2 separate regions of the Sus scrofa genome follow, and region 2 is linked to region 1. A link is a contact called in public Hi-C data. All regions are on one chromosome and are shown on one strand. The core of a region is the stretch at or near the end of the contact, and the rest is flanking DNA. Distances in the headings are between cores, read along the strand shown. Region 1 has its middle 26 kb from the start of PSMB1. Region 2 holds the start of C1H6orf120 (UPF0669 protein C6orf120 homolog).

Region 1 (4,843 bases), core at 1,385-3,884:
GTCTATTTATTTTTCTTAATTTCTTTGCTTACTTAAAAATTAGTACAGATTAGCAAAAAAGGAAGGAAAAAACCATAATCCCACCATCAACATCAACCACTTTCAATATTTTGATGTATTTCAGTCTGTTTTCTAAATTGTGTATGGTTTGCCTGTCCATTTGATATTTTTAGAAAACTCAAACGAAACATGCTGTTTTGAGCTAAATTTTAAAATGTAATAGTGATTATGAGGCACCATTTCAGAAAAGTGGTCCCATTTACGGTTTGAATTTGTGACTCTGAGTTACTGAAGCTTAAATAACTGCAGCCTGACTTACCTGTGTGGTCCCTATGTTTTGGATATTCTGAAATGGCTTCGAATTTAAATCATAGTCCACATATTTAAAGAAAGAATAAAATATGATCTAATATTTGTAACTTTATAGACTTCTCATGTAAATCAGTTCACAGATCAGAAGTCCATCCTTGATTGACAAACTTAGTTTTGGGGTCTGAAATTATAGTCACCGTATCATGCTGGGTTGTTTACAATATTTTGCATTTTTTGAATTTTACCTGAAACACAGATGGAAGGGGAGGGCTGTTTGCAGTAAACTGACCCTGAAGGACCTTCGGGGAGCAGCCAGGCCAGCCCCACAGAAGGCCAGCAGGGGTGCGCACTAGGCAGAGGGGAAGAGATCCAGGAAGAGCACTGGTCAGCTGCAAAGCACTGTATCCTGACTGTGGCAGCTGCTGCCTCCTAAGCTCGGACACAACTGCTTAATTTGGAAATCAAGCTCCCACTGGGTTGGGAGGAGATGCAAGCTCAGCATTTCCTCAAACTCTTACCACCAAGAATTCTTTTTATCTTTCCACCCCACCCCCATTGACCCGCCCTGTGTTGGGAAGGTTTTTCTTACAAAATTACATTTAGTAATGATGAATTCCTTAAGAATCAATGAGATTTATAGCTTCTAGCCAAAGTTTTATTCAGGAAAGTCCTGGATTGATTTGATTATTTTAGCAAATATTCTTCAAGCAGTAATGGTAGGCATGGATGTAGAACCGAGGTACAAAGTAAGCGAGCCCCCCGCCAGCCCCCAAGATATGGCTGAAAGTGAAGAGTTACCCTCTGCGGAGCATCTGAGCCCAGAGGAGAGAGAATGAGGGGCAGAGGCACGGCAAGTTTGTGTGGCTTCCCAGAGGTGCACTTGAGCTAGACTTTGAAGGATTTGAAGAAGAGTTTCCTGGCAGATGAGGCGGCGTGGGTTGCGGGCCCTCCAGAAAAGTTATAGCCCACAGGACTCAATCATGATAATTGCAGCTCACTGAGGATTCCTGTGTGTTGGGCTCTGGGCCCAGCACTTACACACATCACCTCGTCCACGCTTCCCTGGGAGAAGTGATAATATTTCACACATTTCACAAGTGAGGAAGTTCCAACTTTGGGATATTTGAGGCCACACAACTGGCAAACAATGGAATTAGGGTCCCAAGGCTAATGGCCACTCCACAAGCATCTCTGGGCAACAGTGAGCAGTTTGGCGTCGCCAGAGAGGGAGACAAGGTGGGCAGGACTGGAGGGCCCTGGTATGGGCGTAGCTGCATCCAGGGTGATTTCTGCTGCTGCTTAGCGCCCCTGGGAAGGTGGGGGAGCACAGTGAAGACCCCAGTAGGGGGGCCACCTACTGCACCCATGTGAAGGTAGATGAAGTGGAGGGTGTCCCTGGGCCTTATTTCACATGAGTGTCCAATTCATGCTAGTTTTTTTAATGTATGGTCCCTGGACAATCCCCCACCCCCCCAACCTGGTGTCTTGTAAACACCCAGGGGCTTATTGCACACCCTGGGTTCCTCCTGGCTTCCACGGTCACCTTGGCTGCGGAGTGAGCACAGCTGTGACTCTTTCTGGGTAGAATTTCACACAAATTCACTGCCAATCTATAACTTTCCTGGCACACACATTTGTCACAGCGGTAAAGAAGGAGAGTCGCTATAGTCGCACATCTGCATGGGATCCTGTCCCTGGAGAAGCTGCTTCTGGCATGTAGTCATGGAGGAAACTGAGATAAACAAATGTCTCCTTTTCTGGACAATTTCTTGAGCTGGAATCTACTGCAAAAGGAAAGACACTTAGAAGTGATGTCACTTGGGCAACATATAGTTCCCCTGCAGTATTCCAACTGAAGGTGACAGTGACAATAAGTTGGCACCACTGACGTGGCAGGAACTCCCCATGGCACATTGACAAGTGGATGTGACAGTCACTTTCCCCTCAACCCAGGTCACAGAGGCAAGAGGGCACCCTGGAAACTTAAAGATGGCTTTAGTTTAAGGAAAATAAGAGAGAAAAACATGCCTCAGGAAAAAAATCATTTGAATTCAATGGCTCTTCACAGTGGCACAGACATAAAAATATAAATAGGTTTACAAAAAGCCTTTACATAGATTGCGGATGATTGATTCATGGCTGGCTATTAAGGGAAACTCAAGGTGGCCAGGCTATTCTGAGGCCAAGCTCTGGGAGGCACCCTCGGTCTCGCAAACCATTCCCTTGGCACTCTTCCGGGGAGAAGTGTGGCCTGTGCAGCCTGCTGTCTGACTCTCCTTTTAAGGCCATCAGGGATCTGAGCCCCATGGGCAGGGAGCAGGCGTGGCGGCCAGAGCACAAGGGGTCATCCCTGCAAATAGCTTGACTCTGAAGTTTCTAAAAGAGAGCCTGGCCACCTGGGCTCCCAAAAGAGGTGCCTGTCACACGTGCCCTCTGCCACTTGTGCCCAGAGGAGCTGTCTGCACGAGCTGGAGCACCACCCTCAGCTGGCAGGTTAAATATGTCCCACAGCCGGCACTGGGGCCCTCTCCCAAAATAGTCCCAACACAGGAACAATAAAGGCAGAGGTGACAATGAGACTAATAGCAGCCCATTCTTACCATTATCCCCGGGAATAAAGCACAAACAAGGTGTGGACCATCAGCGAGGTGGCAGTGTTGAATAGAGAGCTAAAGACAAGAGCAAGCAAAACACCTGAGGTAGTGGGCTGGATAGTATGGAAAGTTTGTTATTTGAGAAAACAAGTGATATTTACATTCTTAACACAGAGCAGGGTAATGTGATAGAGCAGAGACCCTGCTTAAAAACAAAAAACTTTTGAGGAAAATGCACTGCCCTGAAGGAGAGCAGAGATGCTGTGAGGGGGCTTCCTGTGTGGCCCAGGGGACAGGCTGGGTGGACATCCCTGGAGCTGTCCCTTCAGAGGTTAGGTGACCTTGCTCCAAGGCAGGTGGAAAGGGACATCCATACCCCACAAGCGAGGGGCTGGAAGCCTGGCTCGGTCTGAATCTGGCACCTATGTTGAAAGAAGCCTGTGGCTTTTTAAGAAACAGAAGTTTATCTCATAATGGCATAAACTAAAAAATTCAGGGGTTCCCACTCTGGCACAGTGTGTTAAGGATGTGGTGTTGCTGCAGGTGTGGTATAGGTTGCAGCTGCAGCTGGGATTTGATCCCTGGCCTGAGTTTTCCTTATGCTGTGGGTGCAGCCAAAAAAAGGTCAATGATATTCAGATATGTGTCATATCACAGTCAATTATTATTTAATAGAAACAGGTCAAATTGGCTAATCTAAGCAACGGAAAGACATGTAAACTTAGATGGCTCCGTTGATGAAAAATTGAACTCTGAATCTGATCAAGCCTCAAACTCTACCAATTTATAGGAAAAGACATTTATGGAAACTATAGGAATAGAATCAGCAATATCCAGAAAGCAGAGAACTCTGCAGTACAAATCATCTGCTCCTTTGACAACTGAGTTTTGCGGGAATGAGAAAGAGATTGAGAAAGATTAACACAGAGAAGGAGGAAGATCGGAGCTAGAGATTGAAATATTTGGCTGCAGATTTGAATGAAGTGTAAATAGACATTTATGAAACAATCAAGGAAATGTGAACATAGACTGGACATTATAGTTAACATTTAAGGATACGATTATGACAGTGATTATATTGTATTTAATTTTTGGTGTTTTTTTTTAAGGGTCACACCCGTGGCATAAGGAGGTTCCCAGGCTAGGGGTCCGTTGGAGCTGCAGCTGCTGGCCTACACCACAGCCACAGCAACACAGGATCCAAGCCCCTTCTTTAACCTACACCACAGCTCACGGCAATGCCAGATCCTTAACCCACTGAGCGAGGCCAGGGATTGAACCTGCGTCCTCATGGATACTTTTCGGGTTCATTACCACTGAGACAAGATGGGAACTCCTGATTATATTTTAAAAACATGCCTTGGTGTTCCCGTTGTGGCGCAGTGGTTAATGAATCTGACTAGGAACCATGAGGTTGCGGGTTCGGTCCCTGCCCTTGCTCAGTGGGTTGACGATCCGGCGTTGCCGTCAGCTGTGGTGTAGGTTGCAGACGTGGCTCGGATCCCGGATCCCGCGTTGCTGTGGCTCTGGCGTAGGCCGGAGACTACAGCTCCGATTCGACCCCTAGCCTGGGAACTTCCATATGCCGCGGAGCGGCCCAAAGAAATAGCAAAAAGACAATAAATAAATAAATAAATAAATAAATAAATGCCTTTTTTTTTTTTTTTTTTTAGAGGGCTGATATATTTACAGATGAAGTATAGGATTTCTGGGATTTGCTTCAAAATAATTTTTTTTGGGGGGAGGGTAGGGAATGAAATAAGAGTGGCCGTGAAGTGGCCATTTAATGAAGTGGGTGAGGGGCACACAGGGTTTCATTACACTGATCTCTCAACTTTTTTGGTATACATTTGAAATGTTCCATAATAAAATACATAAATGGATGAGACATTGGAGGAATTCTCCAAGCTTCCAATGGATACAAAAAAGCAATGGTG
Region 2 (5,118 bases), core at 1,954-4,453, 530 kb before region 1:
GGACGAGCACAAATGGGAGCCAGGAGGCCACAGAAACACAGAGTGACAGGTAAGGACAGAGCATCTGGGCCCCATCTTCACAGCTGCAGGAGGGGGACCATGGCAGCCCCCTGCCCACGAGCCACTTCTGATGAGGCCATGGGGGGAGAGGCCTGAGCGGAGGACCAAGGGCTTCAGAACACCACGGACAGGCCCCTGGCCGCAGAGTCAGGGTCTCCCTGGAAGGCCCTCCCTTGCCCAGCCAGCCAGGTTTCAGCACTGCTATGGGCCAGTCTCCCCTAGGAAAGGACGAGTCTCCGGTGGGAAGGCAGACAGCCCACCTTTCAGTTCCCAGGTCACGGAGCCAGCAGGAGGAGGGCCGGGCCCGGCCAGGCCGGGAGCGCTCTGGGTCGTGCTGGAGCTGTGACCAGGCAGTGCCTGGGGGTGGGGGCTTTTCCCTGTGGGCTGGAGACATCCAGCCTCCAGGAGGGCGGCATTACAGGGCGACCTCCTGGTCACCAAGGAGGTCCCTTTCCTTCCGGAAACGACATGACCCAGCATCCTCTGCAGCTACCTGCCACCAGGTGGCTGAGCTCTGGCCAGGGCAGCAGGAGCAGGGAGCATGCGGCCACTGAGAGGCCCAGCCTAGACAACCTCCCACCGGGCTCCCTTCTCTCCCCGCAGGCCCCAGAAAAGGGAGACGCCCTGGAGGCCCAGGGAGGAGGAACCACGAGGGGGAAGAGGTCTCGGAGGGGCAGCCGGGAGTGCGGAGGAGTGGGGACTGGCTCCAGGAGACGCGGGGACCTGGGGCAGGAGCCACGCTGCTATATAACAGGGTCCTTTGCTACAGCCAGCAGTCACCGATAGAGATTAGCCAATGCAACGAACCCAAAACACGCAAACAACGCAGCAACGATGCATCCGGTGCTCCCCTTTCTCCCCTGCTCCTTGCTGTGCCTCCTCTGGGGAAACTCAATGTCAGAGCCCAACAGGTGCATCGCAGGAACCAGTCCGAGGGGACACACTCCACTCAGTGTTCGATAAGGGTCTGGTGCATCTGACACTGCGAAGCACTTTGAGAAAATGCAGCGCCAAGTGCCTGCTAGAGAAACTACTGTTTTGAAGTTAAGTCAGTAAACTTTACAAGGCAGAGAGCAATCCCAGGCAGCAGCAGGCTGTGCAGTCAAGGTCATGCATTTGCTACAGCAGTGCATGCAAACTGCACAACATTAGGAAATCCATACAAGAAAAAGCACAATTGTTCTCTTTTTCTCAAGGGGCACCTCTGTTAAAACGTTAGGCGACTCATTCTGTGAGTCAGCGGGTTAAGCGCCATATTAAAATAATAAATCGCACCATAATTAAAGTACACCCGACGGCTTTTACTCTGCAGCAAAAGAAGAGAGAGTTCTCCACTTTAGCCAGAAGAGGAGACAGGTCCTAATTCTAGCTCCCCTGAGGGCAGAGCTAATACAAAATGGAGAAATGGCTGATAACAGAGGTTTGGGAATGCGACTGATTTACTCAGGCATTCTCATGTTTTTAAGTCCTTTCCTAAATTATTAAATATTTTAAAAAGTATTACTACTCTTTATGTTTAGCTGCTTTAATTAAAAGAAAAAATTGATACCCTCTTTCCGTTGGCCAGGCTGACAAAATCCTGATTTTATAAACCTTCAGTTCTTGAAACACAAATTGTGTACTTTTAAGCCAGGACTTGTTAGGTAAGCATAAATCTGATTACAAACAGCAGTGACTGTGTAAAAGTTTTAAAGCCATTTACTTTTCGATGATTTAAATCAGATCCAGATGTATCCCTATGTCCTACACGCACTCCCTTTCTTGACAGGAAAATGAAGTGGGCAGTTACACTTGAAAACCGCCAGGGGGAGTTCCCATCGTGGCGCAGTGGTTAACGAATCCGACTAGGAGCCATGAGGTTGCGGGTTCGGTCCCTGCCCTTGCTCAGTGGGTTAACGATCCGGCGTTGCCGTGAGCTGTGGTGTAGGTTGCAGACGCGGCTCGGATCCTGCGTTGCTGCGGCTCTGGCATAGGCCAGTGGCTACAGCTCCGATTCGACCCCTAGCCTGGGAACCTCCATATGCCGCGAAAGCGGCCCAAGAAAATAGCAAAAAGACAAAAAAAAAAAAAAAAAAAAAGAAAACCGACAGGGTTCAGAAGGGGCATCACATGTACCAGACGCTTCTTGCAGGAGGAAGAGAGGAGACCCACTAGTGACACCTCCATCAACAGCCCAAGCCAGTGACCAGCGTGGATGCAGCTGCTCCCAACCTCAGGCGAATCAACCCGCCAAAATAATCAGCCCTAAGACTGTCCTGCCTCTTTTACAGGCAGCAAAGGTAACGATTCCGTGTGGGCGACATGCACAGTTCTTTAACCCCACACACGGCGATCTCATTAACAGCCTGACCAACTCACATTTTGCAGCTACTTGGCAGAGTTCAGGTTCTGCAGAAAGGGGCACAAGAGCCATTGCCTGTTTTTTTAATTTACACTCCAACCGGTTTCCACAAAAGTGATACTGCAAGTTCTACAACGAAACACAAGCCTTGTAACCAACACAAAAGTGTGGTACGAAAATGCGCATAATCTTTCTTAGGATATTTTTCAGTGGACAACGGGTTCCCATTAATTCCAAATTAACAAAATAAATCCTTCATATAAATACAACTCCATTTTGAATCCTTTTAGGAGCATTTCAAGAAGTACCATGTTCTTGGGAGTTAACGAATCCGACTAGGAACCATGAGGTTGCGGGTTCGATCCCTGGCCTTGCTCAGCGGGTTAAAGATCCGGTGTTGCCATGAGCTGTGGTGTAGGCTGCAGACAGCGGCTCGGATCCCGCGTTGCTGTGGCTCTGGCGTAGGCTGGCAGCTGCAGCTCCGATTGGACCCCTAGCCTGGGAACCTCCATATGCCGCGGGAGCGGCCCTAGAAATGGCAAAAAGACGAGGAAAAAAAAAATAAAAAAGAAGTACCATGTTCTTAAGAGATACGGTACAGGTTAACAGGTCCCCGGACGGGTTAACGGCCCCTCGGGTGCACCGGTTTCTCACCTGGGAACCCTCGGGAGCAGACGCTAGGCGGCCAGGCGGCCGCAATCTAGCTGAGCCCGGAGCGCTCAGGCGCTGCGTCCCGCCCCCGTCGCCATGGTTACGCCATTCTCGCGAGAACCCGGAAGCCCCGCACTACTCTATTTCCGGGCCTCGCCTCACTTCCGGGCGTGCCTCACTTCCGGCTTCTCCGGCGCGGCGCCTGCGGGGAGCGGCGGTGAGTCCAGGGGCGGGGATCGGCCCCCCGCTCGGACCCACCCGGCGCCGCGCCCGCTCCCCTCGTCCGCGCGCCCGCCTTCCTCCCCGTCGGGTCCCCTCCCCGGGGAGCCCCTTCCCCGAGCCGGCGCGAGGGCAGCGCGGGGCGGCCGCCGGGGCCCGGAAGGCTGCGGCTCCGGGCAGGGGACCCCGACGCGTCCCGACGTGCTGAACGTGTCCCCTGTCGTTTGCCTGCAGGACACTGACTCATGAGGAAGGCACCGCTCTAGGCGCCCGTCATGGCAGCTCCGTGGAAGAGCGCCCTTCTGCTGCTTCTAGCATCTCAGGCTGCCTCCTGGGTGGGTGCCTTCGACGCGGACGAAGTTCCGGAAGAGTGGGTCCTCCTGCACGTGGTTCAGGGCCAGATAGGAGCTGGGAATTACAGTTATTTGAGGTTAAACCATGAAGGAAAGATAGTGCTTAAGATGCAGAGCTTAAAAGGGGACGCGGACCTGTACGTATCTGACACCACCCTCCATCCGAGCTTTGACGACTATGAGTTACAGTCTGTCACGTGTGGCCAGGACGTGGTTTTCATTCCAGCGCATTTCCAGCGCCCCGTGGGAATAGGGATCTACGGACACCCGTCCCACCACGAGAGCGAGTTTGAAATGAAAGTGTATTATGATGCAACGATCGAACAGCATCCGTTTGGCGAGACTGCTTTTTCAGATGGTACAGATGTGAGTCGTAAGCACGCTTATTCTCCAGAAGACGCATCTCAAGAAGACGAATCTGTTCTTTGGACGATACTGATTAGTATTTTAAAATTGGTACTTGAAATTCTCTTTTGATAGATTGAACATACTCTGGAGTACAATATGCTTAATCTGTGAAGCTGATTGCAGTTCGCTGTGAACTTAGCTACTTTTACCTGGTTGGAATTCTGGTTACCTTTTCTAGTTGAGGGATGGAAAAATAAAGCCATAGTTTTTTTACCTCAGTCACCCCAAAAGTAGGAAAAGCAGCAGGCATATTTGTTATCTTAAAGGTCAAAATTCCTGTAAAAGGAATATGCACAATAAACTGTCTAAACCCCATTTTGATTAGTCTGTCAGGTGACTACTAGATTACTGCAGTGACTTAGACTTTTAGTCCAGTTAGAGATTCTAAAAGAAGTCACAGTGCTTCCAAGAGTTACCAAAAGCAAGTTACCAAAAGCAAGTCTGAAGTGCAGGGACTAAAGTCCCGCCCTGCACCCCAAATAGGGACAGCACCTCCTAGCCTAACAGCATTTCCTGGTAGGCAGGTTCCAGTGCTAGGTAATGACAGTTCTAAACCCAGCTGCACCAGATCTCATCAGCTCCTTGGCAGTTTTACCATCTTGGGTTCCTATTAAAATTCTTCCGTTATTAATTAACTTTGCTGTGCTATCCATGGTGGACCAGAAAGGATATAGATTAGGAAAATTTCATGAAATGAATAGCAACTTTGAGGCTAATGAACAAATAGTTAAGTATTTCAAATTAAGCTGCCTAATACCAAGACTGAATTTATGGAGGGAGCCAAAGTAGAAAGAAAGAAAGACTTTTTGGAAGATGGAACCATCTCTCTCTCTACCTGAAACTGGTTTCAGGAATTAGTTTGTAGAAATAAATCAACTTGCAGATTTTAAGCACACAGTTAATTTCAAAGAAAAATCTTTTATTGGCATAAAAATGAGAATGTTGTAAATAAACTGGCACCAGGTATTTCATTTAAATGCGTGTTACAGAACTGGGGTCAAAAAACTACCCCTCTTTGCTGTTTTTCCCCCTTCTGCCCACTTTCCTGGGTGTTGGGGGGGCTCGCTGACAACAGTCACAAATCCA

Evidence for each region. A called contact is a pair of places that touch in the nucleus more often than the background predicts.
Region 2: a contact with region 1 is called in a Hi-C map of heart right ventricle, with 4 times the contacts expected there. The contact joins the promoter of C1H6orf120 here to the enhancer-like site in region 1. A contact is called at or near these places in 5 of 47 Hi-C or Micro-C datasets (heart right ventricle, liver, mesenteric adipose tissue and 1 more) and 1 of 2 datasets of contacts at active chromatin or transcription factors (alveolar macrophages).

What each region holds. Positions count from the first base shown.
Region 1 is chr1:47,547-52,389 of Sscrofa11.1, reverse strand. No RefSeq gene overlaps it. Among named protein-coding and RNA genes, the nearest start is that of PSMB1, 26 kb to the right of the region's middle. Within about 2 kb of position 2,634, at least 6 of the 83 cell types and tissues checked have an H3K27ac peak or open chromatin away from gene starts, as enhancers often do.
Region 2 is chr1:576,526-581,643 of Sscrofa11.1, reverse strand. C1H6orf120 (UPF0669 protein C6orf120 homolog) reads left to right here and starts at 3,203. Exons shown (of 2, transcript XM_003480211.4): 1 at 3,203-3,269; 2 at 3,506-5,118. The coding sequence starts at 3,547. The coding sequence ends at 4,101. WDR27 (WD repeat-containing protein 27) reads right to left here and starts at 3,153. Exons shown (of 19, transcript XR_002342137.1): 1 at 3,056-3,153. It overlaps PHF10 (PHD finger protein 10), which reads right to left. Exons shown (of 11, transcript XM_021085654.1): 11 at 4,863-5,118. The coding sequence ends at 5,038.